Regions from separate parts of the Sus scrofa genome. Here region 2 is linked to region 1. A link is a contact called in public HiChIP or PLAC-seq data. All regions are on one chromosome and are shown on one strand. Each heading gives the region's core, a stretch centred on a gene start, on an enhancer-like site or on the middle of the called end of the contact. The rest is flanking DNA. Distances are from core to core; before and after follow the strand shown.

Region 1 (2,700 bases), core at 5-2,504:
TCCTTGTCCCACGGGGCCATGTCATTGGCCACAATTTTTTTTCTTTTTAGATGTGGCTCTAAAAAGACAACAAACAAACAAAAACAAAAAAATCTTTAACTAACAGGCTGAGTCACAAGAACAGAGAAGTGGCTGGACCAGCCAGGAGCCAGAACTCTGAGTGTGGCCTGAGCTGAATCCCAAGCACTCACTCTTTTCATCTTTTTGCAGGGGATGTCTTCTCAGACACAGATTCCAACGCAGACAGCGAGTTGGACGAGGCAATGGCCTCCAGCGAATGGCTGGCCCTGACCAAGTCCCCTGAGACCTTCTATGGGGTTCAACCAGGCTGGCAGAGAACCCCTGGGGCTCTTAGGGGCAGTCGTGATGTCCTGGCTGGCCTCTCCAGCAACTGCTGCAAGTGGGGGTGCAGCAAGAGTGAAATCAGCAGCCTCTGCTAGACAGGGGACCAGGTGGCCATGGAGAACCAGAGTGAATGTCCCAGCTCTGCTGTCCACCTAATGGGTGTCCAGGTGGGCACCTGTTTCTAGCCCCTCATGCATTCATTCATCAGCAAGTCACAGAGCTCAGGCACTATGGGCTCAGAATAGAGTCCTCCCACCCAACCCTGACCTTTGGCCAGCCTATCCTGACCCTGAGCAGGCTGTGCCCCTACCTGGCCACATGGGGACCCTTTCTCCCCAGCCCATCTCATGCCTTTCCTGGCCTGTACTGTCTCCTGCTGCAACGGTTGCCCCTGCTCTACCCAAAGTGGCCACACTGAGACCCTGGCCCAGCTGTGGCCACTGTCCCCTCGCCAGCCCAAACTATACCACCCCCAACTCCCGCCCCATTCTAGCCTTTGCCCCCTCTCTCCCCGAAGCCTTCCAGGCCCCTCCCTCCACCCCAGCCTGGGTTCTAAAGCTGTGGACCCCAAGCCTGGAAGAGGGACCTCAGGTTCCCTTCGTTTCCTGGGGTGGAGGCTCAGTGGTGGGGGGAGGGGTACGGATCAGAATCTTCCTCAACCCCCCAAATAAAAGTTCCAAAGTACTTGGCAGCGTGTGTATGTGTGTGTGTGTGTGTGTATGGTGTTTGGGGAGGGGAGGGGCAGGTATCAGAGGAGCTCTGCCGCACCCTCGACGCCGCTCCTCCTCCCCCTCTCTCTCCCCCTTGGCTCTCCCCTCCCCAGCCCCTGAGAGCGCGGCCGGGGACTTTCCGGCGCAGCAAAGGGGCGGGGATCCCGAGCGCAAGGTGCGGAGGCGGACGCGAGGGGTGGATCGGCTTCCCGTTGCCGCTCTGGGCGCTGGGTCCCGAGAGCTAGGCGAGCGGCGCGGCCGCGCTGGGCCGGGAAGGGCCGGGCAGGACTAGGGGCGCGGGAGTGCCATGCCTGGGGCCAGGGCCGCCGCCTTTGTGCCCTGGCCGAAGCTGGTGCTGCTGCCCCTGTTGTTGCTGCTGTTCCACCGGACTCGGCCCCAGGGTGAGTTCTGGAGCGAGCTCGTGTCGGGCTCTCTGCCGCCACGCTCATGCTTGAAAGCGCACATCCTCAGGGGTGCAGCTCAAGTTTGCGAAATGAATGACTGAGGTCTCGGCGCTAATCTGCTTTCCCACCCCCACCCCGCCGCAGGGGTAGGGACTGGGAGAAGAAAGGAGCTGGGTAATGGGCGGAAGCGAGTTGGGAGCCAGAGCCCGGAGTGGGGGGTGGGCAGGGGTAGGGGCTGTAGGGGGTGGTAACAGGATGTGGCTGGCAGAGGGAGGGGAGGAGTTATGCCCAAAGCCTGGGGAGCGGTACCCAGCGCCCCCTTTCTGTCACCCACTTCCGTGAGGGACCCTGGATCCCCCTCAGAAGCTGTCAAAACTCGGGATGGGGGGCGCGGAAGTTCAGGTTCTGGAGTGTGCCGGTGGCTGGGGGAATTGACCACCTTCCTTTGGACTCTCCCGCCCCTCTCTCCAGGAAGCCTTGGGCCACTGCAGTGCTATGGAGTCGGACCCTTGGGCGACTTAAACTGCTCGTGGGAGCCTCTTGGGGACCTGGGAACCCCCTCCACGCTCTACCTCCAGAGCCAGAAGTAGTGAGTACAAGGGGATGACGGGGAAACTGAGGCTTTGGACGGCACCGCTTAGGTTCCTAGCCTTCTCAGGTTGAGAGAACCCATTCTGTCCCACCCCCCACCCCCAGCCCTGCCCACTTTCAAGTCCTTAGAGTCTAGGTTCCCTCATTTCTTTGCCTGTTACCCTGGACCGATCACTTTCCCTCTCTGAGCCTGTTTCGTCCTCTATCAAAAGTTGATAGTAATGGAACTTGCCTCCCAGGGTTGGTTCTGAGAATTCAGTGAGTGAGGCACTTGAGAAAGAGAAAACACTTAATGATTAGGAGTTGTTTTTAGTGCTGTGTGACCTTAGGCTGCTAGCTTCTCTGAGCATATGAAAAGGTCATTTGGTCTGGTGCTGGGGGTGCAGCAGTGAGAAAGAAAGCCTCATGGAACTCACATTCTGAGGGGGTGACTGATGTTGCTTCACAGTGAATCACTCTGGAAACTGAAATTCATTTCAAATTTGGCCAAGTGAGAGGAGAGTAAAAGGAGCATTTGAAGGTGGGAACTGAGGAGTTCCTGTCGTGGTGCAGCTGAAACGAATCTGACGAGGAACCATGAGGTTGCAGGTTAGATCCCTGGCCTTGCTCAGTGGGTTAAGGATCCAGCATTGCCGTAAGCTGAGGTGTAG
Region 2 (2,700 bases), core at 171-2,670, 100 kb before region 1:
GTGAGATACAGAGTAAGTCTTCTGCCATCACACAGTGAGATGAACTCAGGGTTTTGTTTTGAGAGTGAAGCACTTAGCACCAGATGCTAAGCTTGAAGCATGTCAAGCTCTACTCACAGGTCATCTCTGAGAGTGGGCAGCATAGAGGCTGTATCCCTTTCCTGAAGCCTAGTGGATCTTCCCAAGGCTGTGGGATCCCACTAGAGGCTGGAGGAAGCTCCACAAAGCTTTCACTTTTTACTGCAAGCACTTCTCCATAATTTACATTTTTCTTAGTAGCATGTATTAGGTCATTGTTGCTCAGGAGCTTGGTCTGGTCATGCTAGCATTTCTGCCATAAACCCACATTCCTCCTATAAGCAGAAGAAGCAATAAAGAAGTGCCAACTTGAACATCCAAATACCTGAGGTCCGAAGCTTCTTCCTCTTACTCATTTTATCCCTCCCTAGAGAAATCTGAAAAGGAGCAGATTTCGTCATTACAACCAGTTCCTAACTCGGTACAGACACAGTGGCCTTGGCTGAGGCCACCCCACCCCCACTTGGGCCCATCTGGCTGCCCCAGGGGTCAACTGGGCAGGGGAACATAGGGTGGGAGTCATAGCTACCTTGGGCTGTGGCAGGCTAAGAATTAAAATGCCTTCATCCTGCAGATAGCGGGTTGGGGGCTGGGGCCATGGGAAGCCCTGGGATGTCCCCTTTCAGTATCTAAGATGGGGTAGCCTGTGTGAAGCCCCCTCTCTCCACCCGGGTCTTTTGAAGTGACACCTAGTACACTTTGGAGTCATTTAAGTGCTTTAGAGGGGCCACCTGGGGGTCCTTTAAGAGGGGGCCTTCAGGGGATGCCTGGGGCCTTGGAACGGCAGCAGTCTTCACAGGTCAATTCCTTCCAGCCTAGAGGGCCTGTGAAGACAAAACCGACCTGGGCCAGAGAAGTCAAGGTCCTTCTGTCCTTATCGGGAACTGAGGAGGTCTACCTGGAACTGCTGGGGATAACTCGGTTAAATTATTTGCGAAAAAATTTTTGAGAAAATAAAAGGCAGAGTTGGCCCAAACAGAGGTCGAGTAGCTGAGGATCCGAGGCCCGAGTGCTCTGGACCCAGCTTCCGGTGACTAGGCCACACGAACCCTACCCAGGCCACCAAAAAGTAAGAAATGCCCAGACCAGGACCGCCAAGAGAGACTAGAGCTCACAAGTGGCCGCGCAAAGCCACGAACCAGGGTGCCGCTGCCAAGCCTCACACCGGCAAACGCTCCGCCTCTTTCCCGCGCACTATGAAGCCCCGTCGTGCGCATGTGCGATGCCAGCACCGCCCCTCTCACTCGCGTACGCCCGCCTCTTTCCTGAGCAACCCGTGGTACCTCCCACTACCCCTGAGGCAGCGCGTGCGCGCTCGCGCACTTCCTGCCGGGAGTTGTAGTTTCAGTGCGGCGGGCCCGGCAAGTCCAGTTGCTGTGCTCAGGTGCCGCGGCGCCCAAGGGCCGAGGCGGAAGTAGGGCGGCCACTTGAGGGGCAGAGGGTACGCGGTCGGCGGTCGCGGGGTGCCAACGAGGGGCGCGGGACTCAGGAAGGGCGCGTGCGCGGCCATAGGCCCCGGGGGAGAAGGCCGGGCAAGGCCAGGCCAGGGGGCCGGTGGTCCGAGTATCCAGCTTGGGAGATGCACAAGAAGAAGGGACCTTCGGGACCTCCAGGCCGAGGTGCCGCCACCGCTCGCCAGGTGAGTCTGTACTCCACGGCCGGGCCGAGAGAACCCTTCCCACCCTTGTCCAAGGTAGGGCCCCACCCCCTAGAGGAGTCAGATCTCCACCCCCAGGTGAGCCCCGGTCCCCGCCCCCTCAGGTTAGCGTCAACCCCCAAAATGGGGCCTACTTACTTCGTCTCCCCAGCTCCTTATGCCCCGCTCAGGGATTAGGGCCACCTGTTGCCGTGGCAGCTACTGTCGGGGAGGGGAAGGCCTCGGACCTGGAGTAAGAAAGGCAGTTATTACCCTCTTGGCCTGAGCACTGATGGAACCCTCTCATCAGTCGGGCCAGGTCAGACTCTTTATCCCCATTGTGCAGATGGGGACGCTGAGGCCCAGAGAGAAGAAGACACCTGCCCAAGGTCACAGGGCAGAGCTAAGTTGCTTGGCCAGAACTAAGTGCAAATCCAGAGCCGCTGCCATGAGCCCACAGGACTGTGCTTGGGCCCTTTCTTCCTCTCTTCATCTCCTTTGGGAGAGTTTGATTTTTTTCTGAGCTTTGCTGTAAGGAACTAGAGCCATAACTTAGTGCTCAGATATCAGAGTCTGGCTCACCTGAAGTTGCCTCCTGGCTTCTGCACATTGGACTTCACAGTTCTAAGCCTCAGTTTCCTCATCTGTAAAATGGAGGCCTTAAGAGGCCCTATGTTACAGGATAGCTGTGAAAATTCCTTGAGATTGTTTATGGAATGTACTGGAACATGGCACTCAATAAGTGTTGTCATCATCATTATTACTCTTAGGTAGAGCCATATAAAATTGACCATATTTGGCCATGTTTGACCCACAGAAAAGGTAATTTTGTGTAGTTCAGCCTAATATTAGCACATCATGATTAGTCATTAACCAGAATAGGATAGGAAGACAGGTATGTTATGTGGCAAAGGCCCCGCTTTCAACTTCTGCGTTGTTTGGGTTTTCTCTTTACTCTCAATGCCTCCAACCTTCCTGCATGGCTG

What was found. HiChIP or PLAC-seq counts read pairs in DNA pulled down with a chosen protein or histone mark.
Region 2: an H3K27ac HiChIP or PLAC-seq map of alveolar macrophages shows a contact between it and region 1. The contact joins the promoter of CC2D1A here to the promoter of IL27RA in region 1. A contact is called at or near these places in 1 of 5 promoter capture datasets (liver), 5 of 47 Hi-C or Micro-C datasets (adipose tissue, fetal skeletal muscle, liver and 2 more) and 2 of 2 datasets of contacts at active chromatin or transcription factors (alveolar macrophages and skeletal muscle).

What each region holds. Positions count from the first base shown.
Region 1 is chr2:65,148,219-65,150,918 of Sscrofa11.1, reverse strand. IL27RA (interleukin 27 receptor subunit alpha) reads left to right here and starts at 1,254. Exons shown (of 14, transcript NM_001243884.1): 1 at 1,254-1,456; 2 at 1,931-2,048. The coding sequence starts at 1,363. RLN3 (relaxin 3) reads left to right here. Exons shown (of 2, transcript NM_001045679.1): 2 at 211-440. The coding sequence ends at 440.
Region 2 is chr2:65,251,197-65,253,896 of Sscrofa11.1, reverse strand. It overlaps CC2D1A (coiled-coil and C2 domain containing 1A), which reads left to right and starts at 1,420. Exons shown (of 29, transcript NM_001243031.1): 1 at 1,420-1,717. The coding sequence starts at 1,658. C2H19orf57 reads right to left here. Exons shown (of 8, transcript XM_021083707.1): 1 at 1,874-2,700.